Linked DNA regions of Mus musculus: region 1 is linked to region 2. The links are chromatin contacts, called in public Hi-C maps. All regions are on one chromosome and are shown on one strand. Each heading gives the region's core, a stretch centred on a gene start, on an enhancer-like site or on the middle of the called end of the contact. The rest is flanking DNA. Distances are from core to core; before and after follow the strand shown. Region 1 has its middle 170 kb from the start of Gm31330. Region 2 has its middle 76 kb from the start of Gm26535.

Evidence for each region. Hi-C and Micro-C count contacts between places; a contact is called where the count stands out from the background.
Region 1: a Hi-C map of uterus shows a contact between it and region 2, with 4 times the contacts expected there. The contact joins two enhancer-like sites. A contact is called at or near these places in 2 of 484 Hi-C or Micro-C datasets (the 3T3-L1 cell line and uterus).

What each region holds. Positions count from the first base shown.
Region 1 is chr10:37,600,231-37,606,366 of GRCm38.p6, reverse strand. No RefSeq gene overlaps it. Among named protein-coding and RNA genes, the nearest start is that of Gm31330, 170 kb to the right of the region's middle. Within about 2 kb of position 3,251, at least 41 of the 459 cell types and tissues checked have an H3K27ac peak or open chromatin away from gene starts, as enhancers often do. A contact at or near this core is called in uterus, where this site is marked.
Region 2 is chr10:37,240,379-37,246,233 of GRCm38.p6, reverse strand. No RefSeq gene overlaps it. Among named protein-coding and RNA genes, the nearest start is that of Gm26535, 76 kb to the left of the region's middle. Within about 2 kb of position 4,288, at least 47 of the 459 cell types and tissues checked have an H3K27ac peak or open chromatin away from gene starts, as enhancers often do. A contact at or near this core is called in uterus, where this site is marked.

The sequences.
Region 1 (6,136 bases), core at 2,002-4,501, 360 kb before region 2:
TTTCCACCTGCTTTTGTAACCCAGCTAGCCAAAACCAAGTCCTTTTATTTCAATCTTAATTACTAGTATTAGGCCTCAAATTACATAGCCAGAATCAATATACCTATATGTGCAACTATGTAGTCTACAGGATACATAAAGTCAAAACGGCTTCAGTAGAGTTCAAGAGGTTCAGAAGCTGAATGGGAGAAATTCAAGTAGCGTCTATTAATAAGATATCCAACCCAGTCCTATGAGGAAGTGGTTGCTGTAGGGATCAGGTCCAGAGAGAATCGCTTTCAGAAAGAAGGTGTAGTCAACTGCAGAGATATAAGGGAAGAACTGAGTCAGAGCAGGAAATAGTGGGTTCAGATCTAGATGGCAACAAGGTACAAAGGCAGAGGGAGTCGCAAAGGCTGAACAACAATAAGGGAGTGGTCTGAGCTGATGCCTAAGGACAGTCAGGGATTCTCTGCTTGTCAGTCTGTAACATATACACCAGCTGCAAGATGACATATTGGTGTAGGTCTATTGCTATTTCAGTGCTAAATGACCATTGTGTTGCAAGAATTATGCAATGACTTTACACCATTTTTACCCACTGATGTCTGGCTTCGTTTCTTTGATATGATTTTGATATACCGATACATTCCTACAGTCTCAATTTACTCCATACATTTATACTTTTTCTGCTATCAAGAAGAAAAAAAAAAAACATTTATCAGTTAGAGCTACTTGGTTGATGTCTAACAAACAGTGGTGTTCATTATAGCATCTGTGGGCCCAGGCATCTTCCATTCTCAAAATGGAGTTAAAACTGCTTCTAAAATGGAGTCTCTTCAGGTTAGAGAGGTGGCTCAGTGGCTAAGAACACTTACCACTTTTTAAAAGACCACCTTTGGTTCCCAGCACCCACATTATGGCTCACAACCACCTGTAAACTCCAGTTCCAGGGAACCCAATGCTCTTTCCTGACCTCCCAGAGCTCCTGCATGCACGCGCGCGCACTCACACACACTAGCATAAAATACGTAAATTATAAAAATAAAATGGAGCCTGCCAGGGTAAGGTACAGCAACAGAAACACAGCAATGTTCCCTTGTGCAGTCAGCAGAGCATTGGAGAGACAGACATGGCTATAGCTGAATGGATAATAGACGATGTTTTTGGTGGTTGCTTTAATGGAACCCCAGAAAAACACTTCAGGGGCAAGTTAAGGGGAAGTGACTCACAGAGACTCAGGTTACCTGTGATCTCTGATAGCTCATGGCTAAGTTACCCTGCTCTTCTGAGAAACACTCTGCCCTTGCACTTAACATCTTTTGGGGCAGAATCTATAATTCCCACATCTATCATTTTTTAAAAAAAAAATATTACAGAAGGCAATTGAAATTATTCTTCATTGGGTAATCCCTTAAATCCACCAATATTTAGTGAAGTTAAAAACTATCTGTAGTAGTGTTTCTGGACAGAACTCCATTGAGTTTCATGTTTTCTATTTTAGGTGGCCTCAAATGCTCTTCAAGATGACATACTAAAACTTAAATCAGTTGTAGCAGCTTTCAACACCATGTTAATACTAGTTGCTTTGAACTTTGAGTGTCAAAGAAAGATGACCCATGCTGTGTAGGTGTTCAAAGCACAAATTAGAAATATAACATTTCATACATAAATTCTTTATTGAAAGGATTGCTCATTAAGTATTCACAAAAGCAAGTATTGAACCATTACAAACTGAGTTTATTGGCTGGAAATGACTATAAATTCTTGTGCTTTTCATAACATACATTTTTATTGTACCTTAATATATATTAATTAGAGCTATTAAAACATGAGAAGTTAATAATTTATGGATGAAGTAATAAGGTAGAATTTAGAAAATTCTCACATGATAAGCAGAACATACATGCCTATATGTACATATATAGACATATATATGTGTGTGTGTATGCATACACATACACACATACTATTTAAGCATATGCCAAGGTGTGAACAGTATTTGCTTTCAAATAATAGGTCCAATGATCCTCATCAGATAGATAAATTAGTATAAATTTCAACAAAAAAAATATGTGCACAAGAAATTACAGGTTTGTTAATTATTATTTTTATTTGCATCTCAAATGTTTCCCCTTCTTGGATTCCCCTTCCAGAGTTCTTCACCCCATCTCCCACCCCCTTTGCCTCTGAAAGGGTGCCCTCCATCCTCCCTCTCTGGGTCATTGAGTTTCTACAGAATTGGGCACATCCCCTCACACTGGTGTCAAATAAGGCAGTCAGTCCTCTCCTACATATGTGCAGAGAAATTGTGGATTTTATTGATAGAAAGTTTGTTGGTTTTTGGAAAAGCTTAGTCCTACTTTCAACATCCCCACTGTGCCCTAACTCTGGATGGCTCCTTCTAAAAGATGCTTCCTTTCAGCATCACAGGAGGTCAAAATCAGAAAGAAACAGAGAGAGCAGCCATGATGGCTGTCATGTTCACCATTAACCTGTTACACAAGCACACTCTGTTTTGTTGGACAAGTGTTTGCTGTGGCTGACTGAGTGAGCTTGGATCTTAGGCTGTGCTTCCTCTGGAAATGGTTCTGGTGATCCAAGCAAAATGCATCCCAAGGGAAACCACCCTCCTCTCAGCTTTATTCTGTGGAAGATGAGGGCTCTGCTGCTGCCAAACCCTGGGGGAGTTTGGGGGAGAGACAGGGTTAGTGCTAAAGGACAAGCATAGATGGCTGTTCTCTTTCCCTCTACCAGAACACCCTACCCTTCATTTATTTCTCAAAATCTGGCCGTCAGCTCCTGGAGCTCAAGCATCTGCTCTCATTTAAAAATGAGTTACAGAGTATTAGGTTCAGCTTTAAACAAGAAAGAAAGAAAGAAAGAAAGAAAGAAAGAAAGAAAAAAAAAACCTTAAATTTTGGGAAAAGCTTTTGTTTAATCACATCAAGTCTGTGTCACAAGCTGAAGAATGCCAGGAAATTCCAAGCTAAAGGCAAATACTTCATTCACAACTCATTCCACAAAGCCTGAAAACAGTGGGTTAGACACCAGAAAAACTCTGATTGTTTTTTGTCATGTCAATTCATGTCATAACCTTGGCATTGTTCTCTCTTTTAATTTAATAATATGAGATTAAACTGATCCTGTTCTCCTATTTCTCATTAGTGCTGAACAAGCACTTTTGGCACACACAATTCAAATCACTGGTATGTTGCTCGGTGCCTCAGTATGTTTGGCTATGAGGTAAAGTGTCTTGACCTGTCATCTATCTCTGAGGCTTGAGAAAGAAATGATTTCAACATTCTTGCTCTTAGCCCATATATATAAATCTATTCTCAATGACATGTCTGCAGCTCTGAGGTTAACACAAAACCATGAGGCACAAAAAGGGACTGGAGGAGAGGGGAAAAAAGTCTCAAAGGCCCAGAAGAGACGGGTGCTAAATCTTCTGCTTTGTGGTCAGCCATGGGTGCTGTGTTTTATAAGTGAAATGAGGAATGTCTGTGGCTCCCTTTTGGATGTGGAAAGTGTTCATTTCTCAACTGGAAAGCTCTGAATTTCTGTACACTTTCAGAGTTGTACATAATAAAAAAAAAACAAAAAAACAAAAAAACAAAACATGGTGCCTGACCCAGACAGCACAGTCCACCTCACTGAGAACTTGAAATAAAAAAAAAAATAGAAAAATAAAAAATCTTCATGACTTTGATGAGCTGAGAACAAAGGGGGAGATAGGAAACTTACAGGGAACTAGCCTTTCCACATGACGACTATCAGTAGTTACCAAAGGACTGATCTGTCAAAGAATTACAACCTTAGTGGGATAGAGTATCTTCTGGAACTGACCCTATTTCAAGATTAGCTTTTCTTCCATCAGTAAGGTCTTACTGAGGACCAATGTACTATACCTACTACAAAGGTAAAGATAGAAGTAATTTTGATGTGCTATTCAACTAATTTTAATATGGCTTTACTGGATATAATACAAAAGAGCTTAGACATCTGTGTGTAGAAACTGGCCAAGGGAACTCAGCATCCATTCCTGATGTGGATAAATCCATGTCTGAGCTATACAGAGTTGATTTCGAATGTCACCTTACTTATTCTTTCAATGGTATATCCTAAGCACCTGATACACAGATACATCCAGAATCTGTCTCTATGGTAGACACAGGTGATGAAGCAGAAGTGATGAGAGAGAGAGAGAGATCTCGTGAAGTTCATAGGAATACTGTGGGATACATGTTAGCCACCACAGAGGTATATAACACACATTGGGGGACTCACACATAGTTGTGATGATATTATTTAAACACATTCCCTAAAATTTCATGTCTAGAGCATGACTCCTGGTTTGGTGACATAGAGTTCATATGGACCATTATCCTGGTGGGAGATTCTGAGGTTAGTGAGACTATGTCCTAAGAGGAGATTGTATATTGAGATGTCATTTGTCTCTCCTGCATGTGACTCTCACCATCCTCTCCCCATGAGGATCTTCTAAGAGCCAGTGCTGTTCCTGAGCTTGCTGTCTCTAAAACAACAAGCGAGGCAACCGTGATGGCTAATACTGATTGTCAACTCAGAATGACTGAGAATTCCCAAAGAAGTCACTTATTAGCATCCCTCTGAGGGGTTATCTAGATTAGACTGAGAATTGGCATCCATCCCACTCTGCTTCCTGATTCCAGGTGAAATGTGACATTGCATCCTGCTGACATAGCTTTGATAGGAAAGACTTATACTCCTTTCCCTCAGAAAATAAGAAAACCAATTAATAGAGTAGGTAAATCTATTTTCTTTATAAAGGTACCTTGTCTCAAATATTTTGTTACAGTAATAAGAAATGGATTAATACAAAAGTGATGAAGAGGGTATAGAAAGGGCCATACTGGGACATCAAACATGGTATGTGTTGGAAAGAAGGGGAAGGGTCATCAGACTTGTTAGATAACTGGTTCTAAATCTTCCCAAGGCTATGCCCCTTTAATACAGTTCTTCATGCTTTAGTGACCACCAACCATAAAATTATTTTCATAGCTACTTTCACAACTATAATTGTGCTACTCATATGAATCCTAATGTAAATACCCATGTTTTCCAATGGTCTGTAGAACACCCCTAAGAAAGAACTGTCCAATCTCTAAAGGGATCCTGATCCACAGGCAGAGAACCTCTGAGTTAGTTGATCATAGAGTAAAGTAATGGTTATAGGCATGCCCAAAAGGGAAAACAAGAGTACAACATATAGAGTTGAAAGTATCTTGATCAGGTATCAACCCTCTAATAGTAACTGCCATGGATTTGGATTAGAAAACGAGCATCTCACATCTTTCCCTGGATAAGAGATTATCCTGAGAAAAATGTACAGAAACCCTCCCAATCCTGTCTTCTGATGAACACTGTGAACAGAATGGAACAAAATGCATCACACATTTACAGTGCCATGATAGGAACCACAAAGGGGACAATGTGATGGCAACCTGGGAGATGATAAATAGTGGAGTCCTTGGGGGGTCACCATCTTTCTTTGTTTAAATTCAGCACAGTATTCGATGGATGAGGCAGTGTTCAAAAGTTCATATGACTAAATACACAAATGAACTTGTTTGTTTTGGGTCATTCAGTGTCTGGGAGGGAGTTATTTATTTGAGTGTTAATAAATTAGGTTTTTCTATTTGGCAACTGAGAAATTTTTCTTAAGGAAATAAAAGAGATATCTTCTCAGTTTGGACTGGCTCGTGCATTTTTTTACCCAAAAGCTGGCTCAAATCTCAAATCTTCAATAGTAAAAGAAAGCTCCAGTTCTTTACAAATGTGTCTTTCCCTCTGATGATTTATAGTACATGCTAGAACAAATCCCAAGATGCTGGGAAGTGAAGCATGAAAAGAACAAGAATTTACCTGCAAAATCTCTCCGAGTGAAGACAAAATGTGAGATTTTCCTTTAGCATGAAATACCTTTTAATGACATAACAACTTACTTCTTTCAAAATGTCACTTTTGTATAGATTTTTCTCTCAGTAAAACATGTTGTTTTTCTTTTGCATTCTCTGCTGAACTACCTTTCCATTTCAAAATTCTGAAAACAAAGAAAGATTTGTCAGATTATATCAAAATAAAAGAAAAAGTTCCTGTCAGTTACCGCACTTTC
Region 2 (5,855 bases), core at 3,039-5,538:
AATAGCGAATTTCCAGATTCATATACCTGTTGCTTCAACTACATTGAGAGGACAAGACAGGAGGATGTGTTTGTGTTTGGTGTGTGTGTGGTACCTGCTCATGAGTTCAAGTTCAGCCTGGACTAGATAAGAAGACCTTGTCTCAAACAAAATATCACTACCTTGCAGGTGTATACATTTGCATGTGCACACTGTGTGTGTGTGTGTGTGTGTGTGTGTGTGTGTGTGTGTGTGTGTGACTATACATTCAGTATTTTATATTTATTCTGGGCAGTGAATTTGGAAAACTGAGTTCTATATATAAAATGTTATGGGTCTGGGATTGTTCAGAGATTCACCAGTCTGATCAGGAATAAATTGTAATCAATAAGAAGCTTCATTAAATACTGGCCAGGACCATTAACACGGACCAGGTCCATACACAAAATTCATGCTCAGAGTAAGGCACAAAATTGTAATAGTCAAAAATTTATAAAACCTGCAAGGCTGTATAATTCCTGCATTTGTTCAATCAGGGGCAAACACACATCCTGATGTACTTCTTGCCTATTTATGTTCCACCAACACGTGATCAAGTATACATCCCTGTGTATTTGGAGAAACTAAGCTTGTTTACAGAAGAAAAAACAAATGGCTTACATGAACAACAGCCCCCTGAATTCCAGGAAGTTATCTGTCCTTGGGCAAGTAGGGCTCACAGGTTAGAGGCAATTTTGTTTTATATGTCTCCTAGGAGAACAGAGTAATTTAAACTTAAAACATAATGTTAGGCATCACATTAAGACCATTTGTACTGAAGAATCCAACAAACCTGGGTTCTAGTCCAAACTACAAAGCCACATGTGGTGACTCATGCTTGTAATCCTAATAGTCAAGAAGCTGAGGGAGGAAGATTGTCATGAATTTGAAGTCAACCTAGGACACATACTGAGTTCCAGGCCAGCCTGAGATACAGAATGAGACTATGTCTCAAAATCTAAAAGGACAATAACAACTACATCATTCACCATCTAAGTAAAATGAGACGATTTCATTAACTATGATCAGATACACTTGCAATTCACTATATCTTAGCCCTTATAGGGATAGAGATCAAAAGTAAACTTCTGTGCATAGGACATCTGCCTATAATCCCAGGAATCAAGAGGTTGAGGTACTAGGCTCTTGAGTTTAAGACCATCCTGGACTATATAGGTAAACCTAAAAGATAGGCAGACAGACAGGCAGGCAGGCAGGCAGGCAGGCAGGCACGCGCACGCACGCGCACACACACACACACACACACACACACACAGATGAGGTAGGGGTGGGGCTACTTTTGGGTAAGTACAGGCGAGAGGTAATAATAGCTCTCTCTTCTTACAATTCAAAGTGAGCATTCCCCCAAATCCTAGAACTTCTGAGGAGTAAGGCTGGTTTGGTTCAGATCTAAGACCCACCTTATACCTGAAGGTCAGAGTATGGGTTGGCCATTTAGGAAGTGATGATAAAACAATGGCCATTCCTGCTTCCTAGGATAGGATCTCTGTGAGTGTCTCCCACTACACTGGAACATGCAGGACCTATTCCCAGAGGACATCTCTCTCCTGTTGACAGTGGGCTTAGCTGTGTGCTTTGTTTGGCTGCTGGCACAGAAGGGGCATTACACTTCCCGAGCTTTCGTAAGAGCCACATGCTTGGCCCTCTCCCTTCTTTTCACTCTACCTTAAGCTCAGGAAGCAGCAGCTTCTTCCTCAAGGAATAAGAAGGACACAACAGACAGACAGACAGACAGACAGACAGGTTCATCCTCTCAGACCAGAAAATGAAAACTGAACCTTATTTATTGTTTGCTATGAGCCATTGTGATCTTACAGTCTCATTACTAGACCAAAGTTTAAGACACAAAAACAAAATAGTGTTTGCCCAAACTCACACCCTCAAACTGAATGGCAGAACCAGAACCAGGTATGAATTCTTCTGTCATGCAAAGCAATTTTCTAATATTTTCAGAGCCCCCTTAAATAATCAAACATACATCTACACAGAACGTACATTTTTCTTAACTGATCATATGCTAGGGCAGCTTCAGGCTCTGACTCACTCATGTGCCTGTCACTCAGGTGGTGAGCACCAAGCACAATGCCCACAAGTACTTCTTCCACTGTCAATGCATGGGAGGAGTTGGGAATTGCAAGTTTACCCTTTCTCTTCTGCTCTTGTTGGTCTGGCCATTTCCAAAGACCTGTTATCTCCAGTGAGATAGGGGATTCTAGTAAATCTGTACAGGAGAGTCTTATCTTTGGGACATGTGGACACTCTCACACTTGGTTTCCCTAAGTGGCCCTTTAAAAGTGATGGCAAATCCTGTCAGCATCTCACATCAGTCCTCTCTAGGGAGAAAAAAAAAATCAATATTGGGTTTTCAAGAAATCACTCTCAAGCTGGCTATGGTGATGAACACCTGTACTCCCAGAAACTGGAGAGGCTGAGACAGGATTGTAGTGAGTTCAAAGCTAGTTTGGCTTACATCATAACTACTAGGTACAACCTTAGACACATAGCAGCATCTTGTGCTAAAAACACAAAATTCAAGCTAGGCAGGTGACTCAGTGGGTAAAGAGCTTGTCATGCAGGCATGAGGAACTAGGTTCTTATCCCTTATACCCACGTACAGCCAGACACAGTAGTCATAGCACTGTGTCTATGATCCCAATGATGGGAGAGATGGAGACAGGACAACCTCTGGAAGCTTACAGGCTAGCTATCGTAATGTATGCAATGGCCATAAGCTGAACAGCCATGATGGACTGAAACCTTTGAAAGTGACCTAAAATAATTCAGGTATGTTATCACAGCAGTCACAAACAGTATACAATTAGCATGAGAATTGCATCTCAGCTGGATATCAAGAGAAAATTTGGGGAGTGGTGGTACAGACCTGTAATCCTGGCACTGGGAAGTGGAAACGGGGAAGTTAGCAGGTCAAGGTCATCATAGGTATTACAGGAAGCTAAAGGGCAGCCTATGGTACTAGAGACCTTGTTTCAAAACACCAAGAAAGGAAGGGATGGAGGGAAGGAAGGAGGGAGGTGGTCAACTTACAGAGATTCAGATGAGCACCAGGCACAGAGCTAATGGGACCTTATCTACATCCCTGAGAGGCTGAATCGGACCAGACACAAGCAGGCGGTTACTCTCTGCCTCTTCTACAGCACATTTTCCTCCCATTGAACCATTTGGTACTTACAAAAAGTCAGATTTGGTGAGCCAGTGAATACAAAAACACTAGAGTCTTTTCCAAGGCAAATTCATGTTTTCACAAGTAGGAGTAGAAGAGTTCTAACACGTTCCAGGGCAGAAAACCTAAAGCAGGAGCCAAGAGAAGACCGTACAGGCTGGAAACAGTAAGGCAAAGCCCAGCTTCCCCAATCCTTTGTTAAACATCAGTCCTTTGGTTTCAGGCCGTCCTTTTTTAAATTTTAAATTGAAACATATAATGTTACATATACATACTTGATAGCTTTATAGCTAAAGTGGGCATTTCACAAATACCCATGACATTGAAATTCTTCTCTAATTGTAATATATTCAGTTCAGGTTGTATAGAAATGTGAATACATATGTAGAGCAGATAGCAGGGAAAAACTCTAATCAGAACAAAATTTTCAGGTAGAATATTACGAAGACAATCACCTAAACTAGAGAACGTTTTGTGTCTCATTATTGAATATATATGCATCTGTGATGTGTGTGTGTTTGTGGTGTGTGTGTGTGTGTGTGTGTGTGTGTGTGTGTGTGTGTGTGTGCCGCAGAGCATTGAAAAGAAGACAACCTTCAGAAGTCTCTTTTTTATACCTTTATATGAGTTTCACAGATCAGGCTAAGGTCATGAGGCTTAGACAACAATCTCCCTACATGCTGATCCATCTCTACTGCCCCTCTTACAGCGGTATTTTAGATGCTTTCTCTCCATACTAAACATTGGATTTCTGAGTGCCTCTGCAGGAAGCCGAGGCTTGATGGATCCTTCCGTAGAGAGATTCTTCTGCAGTTACCAACCTCCTCCAGAGAGCTCATTCCTTTACTTCTCTTTCATTCTTGTCTCTCTGCCATCACTCTGACATGGCCTCTCCCCCTGTCCTCCCCTCCTGGTGTCATTAGGAATTTTCTAACTAAACTTTAACATTTCTGAGCAATAGCTTCATTATGTGGACTCTGATTACAGACCCCATTCAGAGGTAACTTTTCGTTAGCCAGCAAAGGTTACCACAGTTCAACATATGTTTGACATTATTCTAAAAAGGCTTTACTCTCTGGTGAGTTACAGAAAAATTGTAAGACTGCAAATCTCTGAGCCAGCAGCCAAAAGCACACACCACAGCATGTGCTTGCTGCTTTTTGGCAACACCGAGCTTTACAGTGTTGGCTTTACTGTTTGTTCCTCTGTTTGGAGACAGAGTCTCCTGTATCCTAGGTTAACCTCAGACTTACTAAGTACCCAAGGATGACCTTGAGACTTCTCATCCTCCTGCCTCCACCTCCAGCATGTCAGAGTTACATGCATAAGCCACCATACTCAGTGTATCCCACTAGATAGATATCCATCTAATTATGGTTAAGTAGAGATAAACAGGAAAAGAGATATATTGCCATCTCCAGCAGCACTCTTGAGGTATGGACTTTCTGGGGGTTCTGTTCTTCATTGAGGTAGACATCAGAAAAGGTCTTCTTCTAGAAAGATTAGAGAGAGACCTCACACAGAGCATCCGAGCTTAATCTGAAGACTGTTTGGAAAAAAGGAAAATGTGGACAATAACTACTAATGTAACATAGAATCCAATTTAACATGGACCTGAATGTATTGCCTCTTACTGAAGTACTTTATTCTTATACCTGGCAAGATGTTCAGAGAGTAAAGGCACATGTCCACTAACTCCTGCAAGTTATCCCCACACACACACACACCTACATACATACACACATGCTCAGACACATCCTCACGAACACTAAATACATGCAAGAAAAAAGTGTGGCTTTTTTTTTTTTTACTTGAATGTTAGTGCATGTTTTTTTCTTCAGCCAAAGGTAAATTACTTCAAATAAATTAAACTCTCTCTCTAACTCTCCCTCCCTCTCTCCCTCTCCCACTCCCTGCCCCCTTTCTCTCTCTCTCTCTCTCTCTCTCTCTCTGTGTGTGTGTGTGTGTTTTAATAGTACATAGCTACCTCAAAGTGTTGCTGGAAGGATTTGTAAGTATGTTAAGTGCTTTGAAGATGAAAAGCAATATATAAACACTTAAATGTTACTATAAAAGCTTAGTACATGAGCTCATAGCACGTGGTCTAAATGGAATGCGTGTGAATACACAATCTGCACATAGTCAACGACAGAAGCAGCCTTAGTTCAGACTCAGACACGTGACACCAATCCTTTAACATCATCAGATGCTTGCAAAGCCTTCAGAAGCTTTGAGTACTTGCTCACTCAGTGTGGGAGGAAACACAACTCACAGTATTAGTCCAGGGCTGACAGATGAGTAGAGACAGTCACAGACAAGAAATAAGAGTCCAGACCTCCTTAGTGCTAGCCAGTCTTCTCATAGATATCCCACTTGGCTTCATCTGTAGGATGTAACTGTAAACAAAAATACAGTATTAGAATTGAAACGTCAGGATTTGTGGCCATCCATGCAGATCAGAAAGCATGCTCATTGAAAACTGCATTTCTTTTCATTCAGAACACCTGCTCCTGTACATCTGTGTTTGCCTTTGAGACAAGGATGACCTTGAACTATAGAAGGATGACCCTGAACTAGTGAAGGATGACCTTGAACTTTTGACCCTCCTCCAGCTACCACCTTCAGAGTGCTGAAT